Regions from separate parts of the Mus musculus genome. Here region 2 is linked to region 1. Evidence: chromatin contacts called from public HiChIP or PLAC-seq data. All regions are on one chromosome and are shown on one strand. The core of a region is the stretch at or near the end of the contact, and the rest is flanking DNA. Distances in the headings are between cores, read along the strand shown.

Evidence for each region. HiChIP or PLAC-seq counts read pairs in DNA pulled down with a chosen protein or histone mark.
Region 2: a contact with region 1 is called in an H3K27ac HiChIP or PLAC-seq map of embryonic fibroblasts, with 3 times the contacts expected there. The contact joins two enhancer-like sites. A contact is called at or near these places in 17 of 484 Hi-C or Micro-C datasets (B cells, the C10 cell line, CD4 T cells and 13 more) and 3 of 115 datasets of contacts at active chromatin or transcription factors (bone marrow-derived dendritic cells, embryonic fibroblasts and pancreatic cancer cells).

Annotation. Positions count from the first base shown.
Region 1 is chr1:82,794,375-82,800,126 of GRCm38.p6, reverse strand. No RefSeq gene overlaps it. Among named protein-coding and RNA genes, the nearest start is that of Gm34286, 12 kb to the left of the region's middle. Within about 2 kb of position 3,631, at least 112 of the 459 cell types and tissues checked have an H3K27ac peak or open chromatin away from gene starts, as enhancers often do. A contact at or near this core is called in embryonic fibroblasts and pancreatic cancer cells, where this site is marked.
Region 2 is chr1:83,096,408-83,102,159 of GRCm38.p6, reverse strand. No RefSeq gene overlaps it. Among named protein-coding and RNA genes, the nearest start is that of Ccl20, 17 kb to the left of the region's middle. Within about 2 kb of position 2,334, at least 20 of the 459 cell types and tissues checked have an H3K27ac peak or open chromatin away from gene starts, as enhancers often do. A contact at or near this core is called in embryonic fibroblasts and pancreatic cancer cells, where this site is marked.

The DNA of each region.
Region 1 (5,752 bases), core at 2,382-4,881:
TCAGGCATGTGAGCTCACAAGTGCATGTGCAACTACACACATGAAAACACGAACACACATACATAAACCTCACAACAAACATACATGCACACACACTCATAAACACACAAATGAGGAAGGAGGAGGAGAAAGGAGGAGGAGAAGAAGAAAGAGGGGGAGAGGAAGGAAGAAGAGAAGGATAAGAAGAAAGATGAGGAGGGGGAGAAGGAGGAAGAGGAGGAAGAAGAGAAGGAGGAGGAAGAAGGAGAAGAAGGAGGAGAAGAAGAAGGAGGAGGAGGAGGAGGAGGAGGAGGAGGAGGAGGAGGAGGAGGAGAAGAAGAAGAAGAAGAAGAAGAAGAAGAAGAAGAAGAAGAAGAAGAAGAAGAAGAAGAAGAAGAAGAAGAAGAAGAAGAAGAGAAGAAGATTGTTATAGTATCAGCCATATCAGTAAACACAATGGAGCATATTATATCTGTAAACTTAGCATTTGGCAAATAGAGGCAAGAAGATCAGAAAGAGTCTCAAAATGTATGTGTGAAGACCACACAGGGAAGAGAAATCTTACGGTGCTTGTTTAATAATAAGCACACTTCCCTTCAGATCCTTTGAGCCTTCAACTTGGCAGTGTGGCCTGACCAGAGCAGGAGTCACCACAGGGGGCCCATGGCTCAAACCATTTCTCATACAAAGTATTTTCTACCCTAGCTGTACTTTATTTTTAAGGTTGAATCAAATTGGGTGGACGATGTAGCTCAGTTGGTAGAGTGCTTGCCTAGCACGCATGATACCCTGGGTTTGATCCCCAGTACAGTATAAACTAGGAATGGTCATCTATGGCAGGGACAGGATAATCAGAAATCCAGGTCATCTCCCTACTGCACAATGAGTTCGAGGTCGGACCAGGCTACATAAAACCCGATCTCAGAAAAATAAAAAATTGAATTAGTTGCTAAGATTTAGTGATTGGGAAATCTCTGATGCAATCTGGATTTCTGGCTTCCTGTGAAAAAGCAGAAGGCTTAGGGACAGCTGCTCACAATAGGCAGACTAGGGCTAGGGGGTTGGGACAGCAGCAGAAGCTTGCTCCACCTAATAGACTTTAAACTATCAGTCTGGATAATTGCTACACCCAGAAGGGGCCTTGCTGGGAAAGATGCTGGTGTTGAGAACGGCCCTGTGTGACAGAATTACACTAATGAACATTCCAGTTAGCTGGGACCAAGTGCCCTGGAGCCTAGGTATTATAAGCTGCAACAGGGTGTCACAATACCATAACTGTGTTGGGTGACTTCAAGATACAAGTGTCCATTCTAATAAGTAAGACTGATTGTTCCTCTCCTTGCTATGGTCTATTTGTCCAACTCTAGAAGGCAATGGAATGGCTTCATTTTCCTATCACATTTATCTCTGGGCCAAATGTCCAAGCAATAGTACATGTCTCCCACATTTATGAGTGATGACCAGTTTACCATAAACCCAAACTAAGGAAATATCATTATGAGAAATGGCTAAATTATGAAATCTGTACTTATTTGAAATACCATTTCCTAGTGACATTTCCCTTTCGGCTGCCTTGCTCGGCATTAATGTAAGAATTATTTATGACTTGGCATTTCCTCGCAGCAGCTGCCCACAGGTCAGAGCAGAACGGAAGGAAATAAAAGAGCCTTGCTGGCTGTACCCAGTGCACATCAGCACTCGTGGCCAAGGCCAGGCAGCAAGCTCCTGGGGAAGGGCAGGGTACAGGATGCTCTGGTGTCCTTGGAGTTCAAACCCTGACTTTGGAGTATACCAGCTGTATGACCTGAGATAGTCATTTTACCCAGAAGTCAGCCCATGATGTGAAGGGCCATCTGGGGAACACTTATAGCTTTGCTCACCATATAGCCTATCACCACTCTTCAGTCACAAAAATGCCACTAGCCTTCATGAGCATCCCCTTCCCCTTACACTGCTTATTCTGTGGTCCAGGTCCCCCTGCCTACCAAACAAGTACTCCAACACTAAGCTACACCCCCAGCCCACTAATCTCTTTTTATAAAGTGCAAAGTCTATGGGATCCGATCTCACCAGATGACTTTAATTACTTACTTGTCTAAACAACAACAACAAAACCCTACCATGGGGTAATGGTGGTCTATGCCTTTAATTCCAGCTCTCAGGAGGCAGAGGCAGGTGTATCTCTGAGTTCGAGACCGGCCTCATCTTCAGAGGAGTTTCAGGACAGCCAGGACTACACAGAGAAACTCGTTTTGAAAACAAAAGCAAAAGAAACAACAACAACAACAAAACTGTACCAAAGCTAGACATTGGGGACACATGCCTGTAATCCCAGCACTTTGGAGATAGAGGCAGGAATATCAGGAGTTCAAGGCCATCCTAAGCTATGCAATGTATTTATGGCTATATGAAACCCGGTCTCAATCGCCTGCCCCATCTCCTCAGAGTTCCTGAAGTAAGGATTTCAACTTATTAACTAGTAAATAACTAGAGTTAGTGATATATATTACGATTTGACTATTTTTATATAGACATTTTTATATATGCATATGTGTGTATACACATAATACACACATGCTTTACACATAAACTTGTTCTGCGGTGATTCAAGCTCAGAGCACGTTAGGGAAGGACTCTAGCACTGACATTATCACCTCAACTCACCTTTATGTTTCATGTGTGAGAAACCTCACCACCCAAATTCATGTTAGTTCTTTCTGGAGATGGGGGGCATTTGCTCAGATTGATCAGGTCTGCCCTCCTAAATGGATTAGCATGTTTGTGGGTCAATGGATCATTGGAGGAGTGACTTGTGTAACACTACCCAATATGTTTGCTGTGTCACCCTTGTGCAAAGCTTTCTGCTGTGTCATACTGCTGACATAAGAGGAAGGCCCTTCTTACCGGAAGCCCCGTGGATGCCGAGCCTCTGACATCGAACTTCCCAGCCTCCACCACCACAAAGTGATCTGAACCTCTTTTCTTAGTAAATTCCCAAGCTTTAAACATTTTGTTACAGTGTCAGAAAGCAGACCAAGACAACACAGAACATTTGCTAAGGGGACAGACAATAGGTCCTTCTACCATGCTCTAGCCTCTGTGAGATAATGGATGTGCTAGCTCAACTGACTCTGAAAACCATTTCGCCTGGGTAGATGTGAGAGGGAGCAAAGACATAACTCAGCTTCTTGCATAGCATGTACTCGCGAGTGCGTAAAACTTGCTCCTGTGAAGCTTGACAAAGGCAGACCCCCCATGGGAGCCGGGGCAACAAACCTGGATGCTTCCGCCATGCAGGCCCTGGGGTATGGACTGCAGGCCAACAACCTCCCTTCCCCTCCTTCCCACCCCCGTTTACCTTGCTCACACCTGATTTTTTTTTCAGATTTATTTTAATGTATTTGTATATACATATGGCGGGAGTGGTGGATGCGTACATGGGAGAGAGCACTTTGTGGAGACCAGAAGAAGGTAATACCCTTAAGGCTGGAGTTACAGGCAGTTTGTGCATCTGAGTTACAAGCATTGGGTGCATCTGTTGCGGATGCTCAGAGTTGAAGCCGAGACCTTTGAAGACCAGTACACACTCTTCACCACTGAGCCGTATCTTTGGAGCCTGACTGTTGGCTTTGGTTTCCTATACAGATGGAGTTTCACTATGCTGTAGGCTGGTCTCAAACTTCTGAGCTTAAACATTCCTCTCACCTCTGCACCCTCCCATCGGTCTTCCCAAGCCATACGCTGGGATTCCAGCTGTAGGCCACCACATCTCGAGTTTGCACAGGAGACTTCCTCCTGCACGAGCATTTCCTCCCTGGGCTGCGTCGTGGCCATGTGGCAACGTTTCTTCCTTTGCTTCGCCTGTCTCTGCTTGCTCCTTCCCTCTCCTTGTTGCTGGCACCGGCTCTTCTGAGTCAGACAGTGCTGGGCTTCTTCAGGCTTGGCAGATAATTCTTCCTAACGCTATCTCACCTCTGGCTCGGGTCTTGACACTCATGCCTGCTGAACACACGGTTCCTCCCATGAGCTCCTGGTTGAGACATCTTCCTGGACTGAGTACTTTCTGAAATTCCTATTTCGAGTCCTGGCGGTTTACTGTTTCCTTGGCTACTAAAATCTCCTAAGGTAAACTGCTCTTTCCTGTTTCTGCCCACAGACTAGGGGATTCTCTTATAAAGGACTCTCTAAACATACCATGTTCTCATTGTTTTGAATTAAAACAAAACAAAAACCTAAAATAGCACCTTAAGGAAGGAAGGGTTTATTCTGGCTCGAGGTTTGAGGGCCCGTCTATCCCAGCAGGGAAGTCACAGCTGCGGAATGCGAGGCAGGTCACACCTCATCTACAGTCAGGAAGTAGAGAGATGGTCCCTGACTCTCAGATTGCTTTCTGTTTCAGCATCTGGTCTAGGGTCTCAGTCTATAAGACAGTGCTTCCCACATCTGGGGTGAGTGTCTCCTGTACATTTTTTTTTTCACCTGAGCACACCATGGATTCTGCTACGCAGGAGGATTCCAACAAATGTGTACTAAATGGAAGACCCTTGGTTAATTGGACCCTCCAGGAGACTATGCATTGCTTCAGTTCAGTTCTGAGCACTTTGAACTGGGCTCTGGTTACTTACAAATGTCAAGGCGGCCTCCTCTCAAAGTTCAGCTGCTTCTCAAGTTTCCATTTCCCCATAACTGTCATCAGTTGACAAAACTGTAAGTCTAAAGCATAGTTATTTGATGAGTCATGAACCCCACCTAGAGTGTTGTTGTGGACACTGGGCCTCACATAGGTAGAGGTTTCCTAAGCTTTTAATAAATATTTTTAATACCTGCAAGTGAGGTCATGTTTTAGTAATCGGATATCTCTATGCTCAGGGAGCTCAGACCATTCATAGTCTGGGTTGGGTAGTTAGTGACACATATAAAAGATGGTAAAGATAAATTAATCCAGGAGCTGGCAAGGTGGCTCAGTGGTTAAGAGCACTGACTGCTCTTCCTGAGGTCCTGAGTTCAAATCCCAGCAACCACATGGTGGCTCACAACCATCAGTAATGAGATCTGACGCCCTCTTCTGGTGCATCTGAAGACAGCTACAGTGTACTTAGATATAATAATAAATAAATCTTCTGACCAGGGTGAGTGGGACAGACCGGAGCGAGCAACCTTCATTCCTAGCAATCACATGATGGCTCACAACCATCGGTACAGCTACAGTGTACCCATATACATTAAATAAACAAACAAATAAATAAATAAACAAATAGATCTTTTAAAAAAAGATAAACTAATCCAGGTGAGAGCATTGAGAGAAAGGGCAGGTCACATGACTGTTGAGCTATGGGGGTGAGGGAAGCTTCTATAGAAGACAACAGGAAGTAGGACCTGCAGTGTCTGGGAAGCAATAGGAAAAAAATGAAACTCTAGGAAATCCCCATTCTCTCCGATGGGCTTGAGAGAGGAGTCATTGAATTGGTTTTTACTTGGCCTGCCTATAGGGGTGGGAGAACTGATCAAAAGACAACCAACTTGGAATAACCAGAAGCAAACGAGCATATGTGGAAACTTCAAGGATCACACAGACACTGCATGGCAGACCTGTGCCCACAGGCCAAGGAACTACGCAGATAGGGTAACGGACCGATCTGTGTCCCAGCGACAGCTCCTTCCTTTCTGTACTGTGTCTTCTCTGTAAATATCAGGAGTGGTTGCTTGGAGTTCTTGCCCTCATAGGCTGGACTTCAGGAAAACTCTAAAGGCAGTATCTTCAGACTCAATAATA
Region 2 (5,752 bases), core at 1,085-3,584, 300 kb before region 1:
TCAACTGCTTGAGGAAGCTGGGGATTTGGCTGCTCTCCAACAACCCTTCCCTGTAATAGGATTCTCATTGTTAATGGAGCTGTAATGAGAGCTTAAAAGTTTCTGTAGGAATTTCCCACTGTGAATTCTGAAGCCAAGAAGCCTCCCTTACTGCTGTAAAATGATTTGCATAACCCAGCAAGGCCACTTCCTGTGGCTACATTTTTCTTTTCAGTAATCATAAGTTCTGCTCTACCAAAGTGAATGTGTTCTTTCAGAAGTTTGTTTGTTTGTTTGCTTGCTTGCTTGCTTAGATCCTCATGTCTTTTCGAATATGGTGGTGTTCTTAAATACTACCATTTTCAAACCAACTCTGCCTTGCTCTGTCCAGACAGTCACTGAGCTCCTCAAACTTGACCGTCTCAACCAAGGCTTAGCCACTGAAACCCAGACTGAATGACAATATGGAGTCTTCTAAAAACCTGATGCTGAGTGTCTGTGAATATGAACAGAACTCTAAGACACCATCAAATTATTATTATTTTTTTGGTGTCACAAAAATTGTCTTGATTTTTCACGTCTGCAACCACACATAACATTCATTCATCACACTAAAATTAAACTTTTTTATTTAAGTATTCTGAAGCATCCATTGTATCTTCTTCCAAAGACTTTTCTTGATGAAGGACTATCCATCTGGCTTTAGTTGACTTCCTTTCAAATATATAATACTCGGTGGGAAAATACAACAAGTGCTTTCCAACAGTGTTGGTGTTGGAGTTAATTGGCAGATGAAAGCTTCCAGCATTTAAGGAATGCACTGAGAAGCATTCGAGGAGAGGAGAAGGAACATTGAAAATGGTGCCTTTGAGTTGGAGGGTTGCCTAAGAATGTAAGAACTATGCATTTGTAGCCCTCAGAGACATCTGTCTCCTGAACTTTTAAATAGTGTCTTAATTGTAGAGGTTAAACAATCTATCCTTCCCTCACAAGATTTTTTACCACAAAAGAGAACATGTTTGTGAAGGTGAATACATAAATCGCCTACTATCTTTTTGGTAGGAGCTTTAAAGAGTCTATAAAACATAATACAGAAAAAAATTAGGGTTTTGTTTTGTTTTGTTTTAGTTTATTTTACAATTTAAAAATTACCATAGGGCTATCAAGATGGATCAGTGGGTGTAAATGTTTGCCACACAAGCCTGACAACATGTGTTTGTGCTCTGGGACACACAGTGTAAAGAAAGCTGTCCTCTGACTAGCAGGTGACTACCAAATAGGCAAGCCAATACACACCTCACATACACTACAATGAGTAAATTGCTATGGTGCACACCCTGTTGAAATGTATCAATACAGCAAAAAGAGAATCATGTGCTCACCATTCAGAGAGTGATAACTAAATATTAGATTACTTTCAGACTGATTGCTATTCACATGTTTAGCATAAATTACATGCACCACAAAGTGCCTCTTTTTCATTTGAGGCTAAGAGCCTAACCATTAGCTCATATTAATAAATGAGCATTATATGTCACCATTTGCCATCATTTACATTTTCCATTTCTTGTTCATTTATGATTTATTTTCCTTTGTTGTTACAAGTTGTTCATTTACAATCACTTGTACTGTGAAAAACATTTTGTATCATTTTTGTGTTTGTTTGTTTGTTTGTTTTACCTAATCCTAACTATTTTCTTATATGGAATTGTGAAGTCTCACACACACAATGTGGTATGGTGTGTGTGTGTGTGTGTGTGTGTGTGTGTGTGTGTGTGTGTGTGTATGTACACTCAATAGCTTTTGGTACAGCAAAATTCCTTCCAGAAATTCCCTGGAAAATGGACCTGTTTTCCTGTACACTTAGGAATCTTGGGAAGTGAATGACTTTGCTAAGGGCAATGGAAACAACTAAGACTCGCTAAGTAGCCTCTTCAGTCAGCCACAGGACCCAGTACTCACTCTGTTGTGATATGCCCTAGTGCAAACTCACTAATGGCTAGTAACTTTTAATTCCCTGCCCCCAACCTACTCCCCCCAACACAAGAAGAGCATGCCCCGTGATGTAGATCTGCCACGTGCTTGTCCAATCAAGTAAATAGTTTGCCAGAGAAATGGAAGAACAAGAAGAAAAGAGCTGAGTGAAGAAGAGAAGGCAGTCTGCCATTCCCGTACTTTCCAGTGAGCCTCGGGGTATTCAGTATATTTATTCAGCAGACCAAAGGTTTTAATATGTAACTGAGCAATTGCTCCTATGATGATGAAATCAAGGTAGCTCCCTATTGTAAAGAGAAAAATTCCCCTACATAGTTTTCTCAAGCCTGCCACGAAGAAGCCAGCTAAAAATACCCGTCTGACTGATCAGAAAGTAACTTGCTCAGGAATTCTGTCCATCCTTGTCACTGAGTCCACATGGTGTTTTGGAATGTGAAGCTTCAGGATAGAACTGAGAGTAGCCATTTGGTCTGGACCAGTGTCATTAGCTAAAAGGCCCACGTGTCACCATGATAATGAACACTGTTTTAATACTTTAGTTTTATTCAGGGTTAAGCTTATTGTACTTCTATAGGGAAGGTTCAGATATTCCTTTGTAACATGTTGCTCCAGTCTGGAACATCTAGGCCTCATTATTTATATAACACAATACCAATCTATTAAGAATACCCTCAAAGCCAAGCTTGATAATGGCAGGTGCTTGTTATCCCAGCTACTCTGGAAACTGGGGCAGGATGATCACAAATTCAGGACCTGCCTGGACTATAGAGTTCATACGTAGCCTGGGAAACGTAATGAGGCTCTGACTCAAAATAAAAATGAAAGAATGCCTGGGACTGTACTCAGTGGTAGAATCCTCTGCATTCAATTTCTTGTACTTCAAAGTGTGTGTGTATGTGTGTGTGTGTGTGTGTGTGTGTGTGTGTGTGTGTGTGTGTGTGTGTGTGTATTTTCACTGGTGTGATACAAATATCTGACAAAAGCAACTAGGGAGGGAATGGAGGGGATGGGTTATTTTGAGCCATAACTTGCAAGGAAGCTAAGGTAGCAGGAGCTTAGGACAGATGGTCACACTGTGTCCACACTCAGGAAGGAAAGAGAGTTGAATGTCTGTACTGAAGTTACTTCTCTTCTATCCAGTCTAGGGCCACAGTCCATGAATGGTAACACCCCTCTTCAGGGTAGTTTCTCCCACTTCATTTAACCTATTCTAGAAAATCCCTCATATGCATGCCCAGAGGTTCATTTTCATAGTGATTCCAAGTCTTATTAAGTTGGCAACCAAGATTATTCTCTCTCTCTCCCTCTCTCTCTCCCTCCCTCTCTCTCTCCCTCTCTCTCTCTCTCTCTCTCTCTCTCTCTCTCTCTCTCTCTCTCTCCTCTCTGCCTGTCTCTCTCTCTCTCTCTCTGTGGGTGGGTGGGTGCGTGTGCGTGTGTGTATCTACAAGCAACTGTGGAAGTGTATCTGAAGGCAAAAACTGTATTCAAATAACTGATCAAAAAAGTTGAGAAGAGGAGACTAAGAGCTCATCCCTAAGTAGAACATCTTTATTAACACCCCCCCCCACCCCGCCATGGCTTTCAGAACATTCTAAAAAAGGAGGCAGAATGGATGTAAAAGCTGGAGCTGGAGGGTGGAAAGGAGTGCTGTGAAATACTGTCCCTGCTCGTTAGAAACAGCGGGGCTATCGCACACATGAATCCACACAGTTCTGGGTCCCTCCCTGCACAAGATCAAGACAGCTGAAGTGCAGGAAATGAGGGAGACCATCTCCAGGCTCTGCCCCTTAGTACAAAGCTATCTGCAGCAGATAGCTGCTGGGAAGGGAAAATCATTCTCCTCTGAGGGTGTGACCACCTGTAGGTTACGGCATGCCAGTGGACAGTCACACACCCGTCCACCTCGTCCACCCCATCCACGTATGGGCAGCATTAATTGGCATTAATCAGTTATCAAAAAAAAAGATATGAAATTAAAGAAGGGGTTGTTGGTGGAATGTAGAACAGACTAGAGAGATAAGCAGGAGTGTATATGATTTTATCCCATTCTATACATATATATGAAGTGATCAAATGATAAAATATATATTAGCTTTTGAAAATCACATGCAAAGCTATTCATTGAAATGCAACTAGAATAGGGAGAACAATAATAAAAATATTCAGCAATATAGTCATAAAATGGTTATTAAACAACCATAGCATTGTGCGGTTTGTTGCCACTTAGTATCTTTGAAGTACAGATGAGATGGAAACTGCTCTCACATAATGATAGGAGTGAGATGATAGGAGACGTTTATAAGTGATATGTTAAATCATCATAGAAAATGGTACTTACTTACATTTATGTATGAACAAAACCTGAAGGAAATTCACCAACATTAAAATAGAATTATCCCTCAGGGTAGGGAGCTCTTACCATCTATTTTCTCATTTTTCCCCTATATTTTTAAAAACAAAAACATGCTGGTAAGCCCATTTTCTTGAACTCAATACTATTATAATTTGGAAAAGAACAGATTGTTTCCAAAGGCAAAAGCAAAAGGAACCCAGGACCTAGTATAGGAAGTAAATTGATCTTGGGAATATGACCATGAAAAACTACTTTTTATTTCCACTCTCAGTTGTTTTCTAGAAAAAAATTAAAAATAAAAAATAAATTAAAAAAAATGCCACTAAATGAGGTTTCAAGGCCTTGACATTTCTCACATCAACTTTCACAAAAGCAGCAAGGTTAACTTGCTTCCTACTGTTGCAAACTCCTCACTGCCTTTGTAAGGCCATGGCTGGCCCCAAAAAAGACATAGCTCTGCCAGGAACACATACTTCTTTTTCTGGACTAAGTGAAACCTTATGGGAGATGGTTTATATGGCTACTAACCTTCCTGGTGATTTAATTGTGCAGGCGCTTTGTTCAGTTGGGAAATGTGGCCACAAAGCAGTTTTAGAACAGATCGCTCTATCTGCTGGGGCCAAAGAATTACTAATTACCTAAGTAATTATGACATAGCCATATCAATAGCTCTGTGTGACTGGGAAAGTCGTGTTCTCTGAACCTATGTGCTAGAAAATATGCAAATACAAGCCTCTGGACTCTTTGCAGGAAGTAGAGACTATCAAAGGTTGTTCACGTTTCAATAACATAGAATAATTTTTATAGAGCTTGCTACCTAGTGTCTTCATTCCTACTCTAAGCTCTTGCAATATGTGAGCCTTATGATTTAAGCCAGCTTACAACAATTGGGTTTAACCAGTAGATGCTTTCCGCCACGGCCTGACCCTATACAAGCCTCCATTTTGACATGTGTTATTTTCTGTGATTGTTCTCTCAACACGAGTCAAGCAAAGCCAAGGCTGCCTTGTACCTTCTGACTACGTGCATTATCATTCATGACTCCAGTGCTCACAGGTGCCATTGGGAATAAGCCCAATGACAGAACCAGATAAGCAACTGGAATGTTCCACCATGCCCTCTGGCTTAAGCTAGAGGCACTTACTTATCTGCTTAAAGTCTATATGTCAGTTCAGAGATGAAATGAGTCATTAGCTCATTCAAAAGATGTCAAGATCGCCACTGGAATGAGGCAGGGTGATGACATAGCTATCCAGAGAATGACACTAGTTAAGTCCCCAAGTTCAGAGCCATTGCTGAACGGCTCATGCATTGTTTCTCTCTAGGCTTGCCTCATCGAAGGGAGACAAAATATAGAGATGGACCACAACAAATGGTGGTCTCCTCTGACATAAAATCAGTACAGCTTCTTCAAAATAGCCCCCC